Regions from separate parts of the Mus musculus genome. Here all the other regions are linked to region 1. The links are chromatin contacts, called in public HiChIP or PLAC-seq maps. All regions are on one chromosome and are shown on one strand. Each heading gives the region's core, a stretch centred on a gene start, on an enhancer-like site or on the middle of the called end of the contact. The rest is flanking DNA. Distances are from core to core; before and after follow the strand shown. Region 1 has its middle 30 kb from the start of Gm34424. Region 2 has its middle 37 kb from the start of Gm34770. Region 3 has its middle 5.0 kb from the start of Gm34770.

Region 1 (3,336 bases), core at 475-2,974:
AAAGGCACCTGCTGCCAAGCAAATGAGTCCAGTTTGATCCCTAGGGCCCACATCTTGGAAGGAGAGAGCTAACTCCTGAAGCTGCTCTCTAACCTCCTCAAGGGCGCTGTAGAATCCATCTCTGTCTCCCCAATGCTGGGATTACAGTCTCTACCAGTGATGCCTGGACTTTTTTATTCCTAAATTCTTAGGACTAAGTGCAGGTCTTAATGTCTGCACAGCGATCATTTATGGATTGGGCTATCACCCCAGCCAAGGTTGGTGCCTTTAAATTTTTACTATTACTGTTGTTGTTGTTGTTGTACTTGAGAGGAACATGGCGGGATGGGCCCCTGGGGGTTGTTTTTGAATTCCAGGTCAACAAGAGACATAGTCTAGAAAGAAAAGGTAGGTGACTCCCAAAGAAGGGTTGTCCTCAGACCTCTACACACACACATGTGACCCCACACACACACAGGTGAAACCCCCACTTGAACCTACACATACACACACATATGTGAACCCACACACACTGTGAACCTACACAAACACATATGTGAAACCACGTACACACATGCACACACATACACATATGCACACACATGTAAACCCATACACACACTTGCATACACATACACGCACACAGATAAACCTACCACATACACTTGCGAACCTACACGTGCGCATGCATATGCGCGTGCATACACACACACACACACACACACACACACACACACACACACACACACACACAGAGAGTAATTAAGAGCAGCAATCCATATTGATTCGCCGTTCCTGTGAATGATGTTATTTGCTATTCACAGCCGTTACAGTTAAAAAGCTATTAACTAGCAAGCATTTCCTCTGGTATCTCTTCACACTGGGTACGTAGCCCCTCCCACCAGGATGAGTGCACCTCACATGGGAAACTCATTCCTCAGAGCTCATGCAGCTTTTCAAACACATGAGAACCCGGAACACCTGGGTCCTTGCTAAATGCAAATTCTCCCTTGGCTGGGCTGGGTCCGGGTTCTGTATTTCTAACAAGCTCCCAGGGGAGCCTCAGCAACAAGGGCCCCGAGTCTGCTGGTGCTCTCATCCTGGGGACAGGCAGGTGCTTCCGTAGAAATGGGACAGCGAATCCTCCAGAGAGCATGCAGCATGAAATGAAAAGATCCGTGCCGGGTCAGAAGCAGAGGCTCTGGGCTTGGGAAGACAGCTTAGTGGGGTAAAGGGCACTTGCCGCCAAGCCTGGATTTGATCCTCAGGACCCAAACAAAGGTGGAAAGAGAAAACCAACACCCACACATATACACATATACACATATACTCCTCCGACCTCATATGCACCATGCATGTGTGCACCCACATACATACCACACACTAATAAACAGAAAAAATTAAAGGCTTCCTACAAGACAAAACCCCAGACACTTGAGATTTATTCATTTCTCTCCAATATTCTTTTGCTTTCTGTTTAGTTGATGGACTTAGAACTTTTAACATCCCCGGGCACAGCCTCGGGGGTTAGAAAGCTTCGGATGTCCTCTCTCCCTTTCCCTCCCCATCTCTTTAGTTCAAAGGCCTGGACCCAGTGTTTGGGAGTTTGATCAGAGATTGTGCCAGCTCTGTTTGTAGCCTGGGGCAGGCTCTTGCTGAGAGACACAACCTAGAGAGCACTGGCCCTCTGGACTATTCAGGGCTTTCCTGTGTGATCGTCTGCCATGCTCACAGGCATGCCACCCGCTGTCTGCTGACTCACTGTGGTTGCTGGCGAGTGTGTCTTGTTTTCCCAGGAGGTGACAAGCTCTAATAGTAGGTAGGGGGAGGGGAAGCAGGTACACAGAGGAGAGGAGCCTCAGGCTGTTCCTGAGCAAGTCATCCCCTGCTGAGGACATGGTAGACGGAATGTCATCCAAGTGCTGGACATGGGCGAAGCTCGCTGTGCCAGGCTGCTGTGGACAGTAGCTCGTCAGTGTGCCAGGCTGCTTGCTGTGTGCTCACTTGGAGAGATCACCCTTATGGGGCTGCTGAGATGACTTTAGCAGGAGCTTGGTGACAAGTCTGACATCTTGAGTTCAATGACTGGGACTCATGTGGTGAGAGGAAAGAAAGAATTTCTGAAAGTTGTCCTCTGACCACCTCACACTTATACAGACACACACACACACACACACACACAAACATATACACATATATACATAAACATACACACACACAAATGCATATACCTACATACCCATACACACAAATACACATAAACATGCACACACAAAAACATACACCCACATAGACACACACATATACCTACATACACATACATACACACACATACACAGACACGCACACACGATGTCTTTGATACCCATTTTCAGGACAGCCATGCCCCTGGAGCATCCTTTCACTTAGCTGCCGAAGTCTTACAGTGGCCATCCACCCAGTGAGGCCTCCTCATCCAGTTCAAGGCAATCTCCCTGATGTTTATAGAATGAAGTTGAAGCTCCCAAGACATCCAGATACAGGCCAGGGCTTGAACCTGTTGCTTGTCTTGTTCTAGACCTCAAGGGTGCCACATTCTTCATGGGTGTGGCTCCTGGAGCACCAGGGGTGTGTACGGATGCTCCACCACTCCTGCTTTACTAAAGGACCGACCTAAGGCATTGAAGACTTTCCATCCTGCTTAGGGAGATGAAGGCAGCTCACATTATAGGAGGCTTTGCATGCTGCCACAATAGTGAGCCAGCACAGCCCCAGCAAGTGTTGTTGGTTTTCTTCTTCTGTATTTCTTGTTATTGGCTTTTAGATACTTAGTTTGTCTAGGGGATAATAAGTACTGTGGGGTTGGTTTTTTCATTGGGTGTGTATGTACACATGGGGTACAGGGGTGCAAGCATGGACATACACATGTGTGTGTAGAGCCCAGAGGTCAACCTCAAATGTTGTTTCTCAGGCACAGTTCGTCTTACAGGTCTCTCAATGACCTGAAACTTAGAAATTCAGCTAGGCTGCCTGGCCTGTGAGTCCCAGGGATCTGCCTGACTTTACTTCTCAAAATCTGAGATTATAAATTGTGTCACCAGGTTGGTATATCTGCCTGCCTGCCTGCCTGCCTGCCTGCCTGCCTGCCTGCCTGCCTGCCTGCCTCCCTGCCTGCCTGCCTGCCTGCCTGCCTGCCTGCCTGCCTGCCTGCCTATCTATCTATCTATCTGTCTGTCTGTCTGTCTGTCTGTCTGTCTGTCTGTCTGTCTATCTATCTATCTATCTATCTGGTGCTAGAATGGAACTCATGTCCTGACACTCACGTTGCAAGCATATTACTAGCTGAACCACCCACCCCACCCCAGAAGATCTTTACAG
Region 2 (3,336 bases), core at 420-2,919, 220 kb after region 1:
TACCAGTTGTAATATATAGCCTGGGACAACCTGCCTAGGGATTGTGCTGCCCATGGTAGGCTGGGTCTACATCAACCATCCATCAAGACAGTTCCTCATAGGCCAATCTTTCAAGGCAGCTCTTCAATTGAGATTCCTTCTTCTTCCCAGGTGACTCTAGGTTCTGTCAAGCTGACAGTGAGAGCAAGCAGCCTCACTACAAGGTACAAGTCTTACAAGCCTTGAGGCGGGAGGAAAGCCCAACTTCTCTGGTTGTGTTTTGTGTGTGTGCCTCTTTTATTTCTGGTCAGACTCATGATTGACTCTTCATAGACACATTACCCACTCAGAGAGTGTCTGGCTACCTACCCTATTTCTTTCCTCTTCCAGACTGGAAACACAAAGATAACTAACTCATTGTCCTAAACCTGCAGTCACCTTAGATTCCAGGGATGGCCAGTCCCTGCAGGATGAATGACCTACAAGATGAAAACAAAAATATCTACCATGGAAACGGCACACCTTGTATCTGATCAGGTGACACAGACCAGATCATAGACTCTATTTATTGGACCACTTTGTAGGACCACACCTTGCTCAAGACTGCTTAGTTATGCACGCCTCCCCTCCCACCCCGTCCAGTTCTTCCTCTACTTAAATCTAAAGTTCACATAGGTGTCCTGAGGACAGATTCATGGCCATTGAACTTCCTTCTTCCAGACAGTTGATAAAATCTTTCTCTGCTTTTCAGGATTACATGTCTTATGGTGTATTCAGACCAATGGCTGAGCCTAGCCTTTTAAGGCTGTGTGAGAACCGGGTCTTCTATGCTGGAACTCCAGTTACACACTGGCCACCTTTTCCTCGGTGTTTTTTTCAGGGTTCTCTGACACATTCCATGATAACAGTGCTTTGACTTTTCAGTCTCTTGGAGTCCTGGAGGCTCTGTGCAAAGAGCAGACTCTTCAGTCCCAAGCTGGGTAGAACACTCTATCCATTAGGCACTAGAGGGTTTGAGATAAAAATCAACACACACACACACACACACACACACACACACACACACACACACCAAAACCATTGGCTCTGAAACATAAAGGGGAAACTTTACAATGGAAATTAATAAAATTTTAATGAAATGTCTCCCAAACAAAATCTTCCATCAGCCTCATTAAGGGCTTCATTTAGTATTCGTAAAAATTTCATTACGTTTCAGAACGATGTGCAGGTTAGATTTTTCTCACTTTGCAAGAATTCCTGAGCCCCCCTGATAATTGCTGAGAAATCAAAGCCAATTCTACATCAAATGAATTACTTGTAGCCAAAGAATTTCAAAAGCAAAGTTATAAAAATAAGTCATAATTTTTCACAGGAAAAAAAAAGTATTTAATCTGTTTGATGTGTGTGAGGCAGAGTCTCTGAGCATGCTGGGATCCAGCGCGGGTCTGAAAGCAGTCTTGATGTCTGGCCTAGGCAAGCATATGTTAGCTTCCTCCTGAGTGAATGGGTGGGGGAAAAAAAGGCAATCTAAGTGATAGTGAAAAGTGTAAAGGTGGGAGGGAGGGAAGAAAAACAGACAGGAGAAATATAGCAAACATGAGCCAAAGTTTTAAGGAGCAATCTTAGCAACAAAGCCAAGGCCTCGCTGCTGACAGAAACAGACCACACCGCCCCCTTCTGGTTGGAGGAGTGCAGTGCTAGCCGCACGACTTGAGTTTCTCCCACGCTCAGAACATCAAAGCCCCTTGAAATTGTCTCAGAGAGAGATCAGCGCTCCCTGAGGACCGAGACCCTGCCTCTCCTCCAGCCAGGAGCTGGGAGGAAAGCTTTGTAACTGGCACCGTGTCAGGCATCCTGACACACGTCTAATCCCATCTTGAACCTATTTCTGCCTTTTCCCCAAACCGAGTCTCGCCTAACCCATTCCATATGTCTCTCTCTTTCTCTCTCTCTCTCTCTCTCTCTCTCTCTCTCTCTCTCTCTCTCTCTCTCTCTGACGGAAAATAGGCTTTGCTTTCATTTCAAAGGGCATCATTGAAAAATCTGGGCGACAGGACTTTGTTCTAAGACAGGCAATACTCGGGGAGCTCTTCTGAGGAAGTAATCAGAAATAAATGGAAAGATTTATATACAAGATGTCCGCTGTGGAATTATTTGTAACGGCAAAGAACTAAAGACAGCCACAGTGCCCCCAAAGCAAGGAGATGGTTAAATAAATCACCATCTACCCACACAAGAGAAGTTTATGCAGCCATTAGCATGTGCATGATTTTGAAATTTTCATTTACAGCAATAGCCAACCATTAGGGAGCCCTTCCTAGGCAGTATGTCACTGTACTCTACTGAGGAAAGTCCTTTGTGTTACTCCCTCCACTTGATACACAACACAACTGAGGTTCCACCACTGAGGTACATAGACTGTGTTAGAGTGTCCTGCTGGCCTCCTAGGGGCACATGAGTGTGGAGGCAAAGGGAGGGAGAGTTTCACTCCTAGATCCACTGCAAAGCTGTGGCAAAGGAGGATGGATCTGACCCCAAAGGGATGATAAGGTTCACTGACTCTTGCAAGGAGCATCCACAGGGAAGGTAAGACCCAAGATAAATCCTAGAGGGGGACCTTGGGGGTAGGAGTCCAAAAGTAGTGGTCCTTATCTTAGATGCAACACAGCTGCCAATTAGGTAGGCGAGGCTGGGCTGAGGCTTTGGAGAGCCAATTGGTAATGAAAACAAAGCATCGCTGAGCCTGTCAGCACCAGCTGCTCTCCCCTGGTCTCTTTAAATTCTGTGGACCATGGCCTCTCCTTCCTCCATTGTTGTTCCAATAGACAGATGAGAAAATTGAGGCTTGGGAGACTCAAACTTTGGCTTGAGATCCTGACTAAGTAGGTCCAGAGGCTGTATGCTTGGGCACAGTCACAGCCTCTCCCCGACGAGCTGGCCACCACATAGAAGCAGAAGCCTATGTTGTTCACACCCACCCAGTACGATGCTTTCTCGTGTCCCTCAGTTGCAGCTGGCCTCCTCTACCATTTCAGGAATGCGTTATGCACGAGAAAGCTTGCAGAGTCTTCTGAGTCTAGAAGATCTCCCTTAGAAACCCAGTTTCAGGCAGCGTATGAGCCAAAAAAAAAGTAGAAAGCCTCATCCCCACTGAGGGAGAATGGCCAAACCTCTGGGGCTCCTCGCACAGGTGCTGTAGGAAGGAACCTGAGAAGCAAAAGAACAGCCCGAGCTCCTCAGAAGTCCTTGCTCAGAGCTGGCCAGCGAGCCCAGGATCTGCCTGTCTCTGTTCCCTAGAGTTCGTGTTTGAAACACACCTCACTATGTCCGGCTGCTGTGGTTCCTTGTGTGGGTTCC
Region 3 (3,336 bases), core at 298-2,797, 190 kb after region 1:
AATCCACTCATTGCTTGTCAGGTCACCAGAGCCATGAGCCCTGGAGGCCTAGAAACACTCATTTTCCACAAGGCGTCTGCTCTTGTGATGCTCTGATGCCAGGTTTTGTGTAAAGAGGATTTAGAGATCATCTCTCAGGGATGGCACCCTTAAGGCAATAGGAAGCAGCCCAGACCAACTCAGCCGTTTCGTTCTTCATCTCAGAGATAGATTGGCCTTCAGTACAATTACGACTCAGTTGTTTTTTTTTTTTAAAAAGTGTGTGTGTGTGTGTGTGTGTGTGTGTGTGTGTGTGTGTGTGTATGCTCATGATATGAAAGCCCAAGTACATGTGTGTGCATGCACATGTAGGTTGACATCAGACGTGTCTTCCTCTACCGCTCTCCATCTTGTTTTTTGAGACATGATTTCCCCTGAAACTGAGGCTTACCAGTTCTGCAAGGAGGACAGTGATTCCTAAGGATCTTGCTGTCTCTGCGTCCCCAGCTCTGGGATTACAGGTGCTCACCATCATGCCTGGTTTTAATGGCGGGCTAAGCCATCTCCCCAACACCCTACCCCCTCCTTTTTTTTAAACTTTTGAACATCAAGTAAGATACTGGTGACAAGCATGCTCTGTGGACTGGGTAGCCGCATGCACGCATGTGGGAGAATATCAGGACCATCATTTTCATTCTTCCTATTTACTGTTCCTGTAACTATCAGCACCATCAGCATTATCAGCATCATCAGCAGCATCACCATTATCTCCCCACCCCTCACTTCTCATGCACACGTTATCTTCCCAACTGGCCTGTTGAGCATCTCTCTACTAGGGACCAACCAGTGGCTTATTTCCAACCTCTCGTTTTCCCACACATAGCACAGGGCTCTCTACACAATAGGTAACAGAGATGGTTTCCCAATTGATTGATAAACTCAGAGAAAAATAAATCCAAGGAAGAGTATTGTGTCTGATGAGAGGTCTTCCACAGCCCCTGCTTCCTTCCTTTGAGCATCTTGAAACAAACAAGGAGAGCAGCATGGTGATAAAATTCAAGTGGGCTGTCCCATGCCACCTTATGCCAGGACACTTCTCTTTCCAAAGCCTTCAGCCTTTCTAAGAAAGGAGTCCAGGAAGCCCCACTGTTGGCAAACTGAGCAAGCTTCGGCCATGCCAACTCCAGGAGGACTAAGTCGTTGGCTATGCCCGACCTTGAGGCAGGACTCTACCTCTTGACCTTTGGATGTTTTGGCAGGGACTATCACTCCACTGAAAGAAGCCCTTCTCCATAAGGGAGATGGCTATTTGTACATGCAACTTCATAAGTTCCTCTTGGCATACTTGCAAATGTCTCTTTCTTACTCCTTGATGCACCAAGACTTCAAGAAGTAAAGTGTCAGTTTAAGGCTCATAAGGGAGGTAAGGCAGAGCTCTGCTCACCTCTCATTTCCCATCGAGCACTCAGAAGCATGCTGGCTGAGCCTGCTGCCAAGTCTCTCCCTGAGTCCCCTGGCTCCCTATTGCACAGGACGCTAAGGTCAACCACATCCTGCCACGTCCTCGCAGAAGAGATATCAGTCCCCACCACTAGCATTCTCTGTCCCACCACAGCCAGGCCAGCCCAGGAAGACTCAGGGCTTCCTTCTCCCTCTGATAACCACTGAGCGTCAGAGCCTTGCTCCAAGCTCCCGCATCAGAGTCAGCTGAGGAGTTTGCTCACACTGCAAAGCTGTAGGCCAGCTGCAAGGTGGGGAAAATGAAGGAAGGCTCAGACATCTGTGTTCATGGGGCTCATTAGATTGATTCCATGAGAGCTTGAGTCTGGGAGCCTCCAGTCCAGACTGTGTGTGTGTGTGTGTGTGTGTGTGTGTCTGTGTGTGTCTGTGAGTGTGTGTGTGTCTCTGTGTATGTGTCTCTGTGTGTGTATGTCTCTGTGTGTGTCTCTGAGTGTATATGTGTCTGTGAGTGTGTCTGTGTGTACGTGTCTGTGTGTGTCTGTGTGTATGTCTGTGTGTGTATGTGTGTGTATGTCTCTTTGTATGTATGTGTCTCTGTGTGTATATATATCTAAAGATCAGGAGTCAACCTAAAGTATCAAGTGTTGTTGCTCAGAAGACGTCCAACTTGTTTTTATTTGCTGTTAATAATGAACCAGGGCCTCATTGGAACCTGAAGCTCACTGATTCAGCTAGACCAGCTGGCCAGCCAGCCCAAGGAATCCCCCTGCCTCTGCCTCCTCTGCACTAGTTTTGCATGCACATGCCACAACACTCAGCTGGAGACAGAACTCAGATCTTCAGGCTCACTCCTCAGGCACTCTACCAGTCCCCAGCCTAGAAAGGGAGGGACCCTGTCCTAGTTCCTTTGCCTGTAGGATTGCGGTGTCTTTGGCTGGTCTGTGATGCACCTGTCATGGGTGCTGCCAAAGGCTGTTGAGCTCATACTTTGCCCTCAGGAAAGCGGGTTGAGGATGTTCTTGAATCCAGCCTGAGATCTGAGACACCCAGCTCCATATAAGCAAGAGGAACAGCAAGCTGTGGAGGGAAGATAGGCCTTTGAAGGAGCATTCAGGAAGAACCTCCAGAATCAAGGCTGAGTCAAGTGGACATTGAAAGAACCTCCTTCTCAAAGTGGTGGGATGTTAGACCTCAGCTCCAAAGAGTCACTAACCCCTCTCTCAAGAGGAGGAGAATGGCCGCAGGCCAATCAAGCCTAGCTTTAATCTAGCTATGCCCAGGCTTATGCTTTGTCCAGAGCCATTTTTAAAGCTGGAAAATGTTCACAATCTGGCCTTCCCCTGCTGCCCTCCAACCATGACCAGCAAAGATGTCCTTCTGTGGCTATATGAGAAAGCCCCTGCGTGCCCAGGCAAGTTCCCTCAATACCACAGCAGCATGGTGCTGGCTAAGACTGCAGGCACTTTAAAAACAAAAGCAAAAGCAAAATGGTTGAATGAGTGAGCCACCACAGTGAGCTAGCTTAGCTCCAGGTATGCAAATGAGAAACACGAAGCTCTTTAAAAGAGCTAACTGTACAGTTCAAGGTCAGGGAAGCAGAGAGTGGGGGTTGGAATTTGTCTTATTTAAGGTACAGCATCTTCACTCACAAATTTCATGAAAAATTCTACAAGAAACCCACAAGAATGGGAAGCTAGGTGAAGTCTTTTTATTGTTATTCCATTTGTCACTGTTAGCACCCGACCCAGAAGCTTAGCTCAAAACAATGACCTCTCAATTATGTCCAAGATCATCGCCCCAGGCATCCAGGACTAAAGACATTGTGCTTTTTATGGTTATTTTTGTCCAAGTGGCCCTAACAAAACTCATCACATGCAATAAAAGCATTACCTTATT

Evidence for each region. HiChIP or PLAC-seq counts read pairs in DNA pulled down with a chosen protein or histone mark.
Region 2: a RAD21 HiChIP or PLAC-seq map of pro-B cells shows a contact between it and region 1, with 6 times the contacts expected there. The contact joins two enhancer-like sites. A contact is called at or near these places in 1 of 39 promoter capture datasets (the C10 cell line), 2 of 15 datasets of contacts at CTCF or cohesin (large pre-B cells and pro-B cells), 9 of 484 Hi-C or Micro-C datasets (the 63-12 cell line, the C10 cell line, the G1E-ER4 cell line and 6 more), 8 of 115 datasets of contacts at active chromatin or transcription factors (the 230-238 cell line, CD8 T cells, DN3 thymocytes and 5 more) and 1 of 9 other capture datasets (embryonic stem cells).
Region 3: a contact with region 1 is called in an HNF4G HiChIP or PLAC-seq map of pancreatic cancer cells. The contact joins two enhancer-like sites. A contact is called at or near these places in 4 of 115 datasets of contacts at active chromatin or transcription factors (the 230-238 cell line, embryonic stem cells, pancreatic cancer cells and 1 more).

The regions. Positions count from the first base shown.
Region 1 is chr9:61,478,082-61,481,417 of GRCm38.p6, forward strand. No RefSeq gene overlaps it. Among named protein-coding and RNA genes, the nearest start is that of Gm34424, 30 kb to the right of the region's middle. Within about 2 kb of position 1,725, at least 54 of the 459 cell types and tissues checked have an H3K27ac peak or open chromatin away from gene starts, as enhancers often do. A contact at or near this core is called in the 230-238 cell line, the G1E-ER4 cell line, pancreatic cancer cells and 1 more, where this site is marked.
Region 2 is chr9:61,696,447-61,699,782 of GRCm38.p6, forward strand. No RefSeq gene overlaps it. Among named protein-coding and RNA genes, the nearest start is that of Gm34770, 37 kb to the left of the region's middle. Within about 2 kb of position 1,670, at least 23 of the 459 cell types and tissues checked have an H3K27ac peak or open chromatin away from gene starts, as enhancers often do. A contact at or near this core is called in the G1E-ER4 cell line and pro-B cells, where this site is marked.
Region 3 is chr9:61,664,739-61,668,074 of GRCm38.p6, forward strand. No RefSeq gene overlaps it. Among named protein-coding and RNA genes, the nearest start is that of Gm34770, 5.0 kb to the left of the region's middle. Within about 2 kb of position 1,548, at least 93 of the 459 cell types and tissues checked have an H3K27ac peak or open chromatin away from gene starts, as enhancers often do. A contact at or near this core is called in the 230-238 cell line and pancreatic cancer cells, where this site is marked.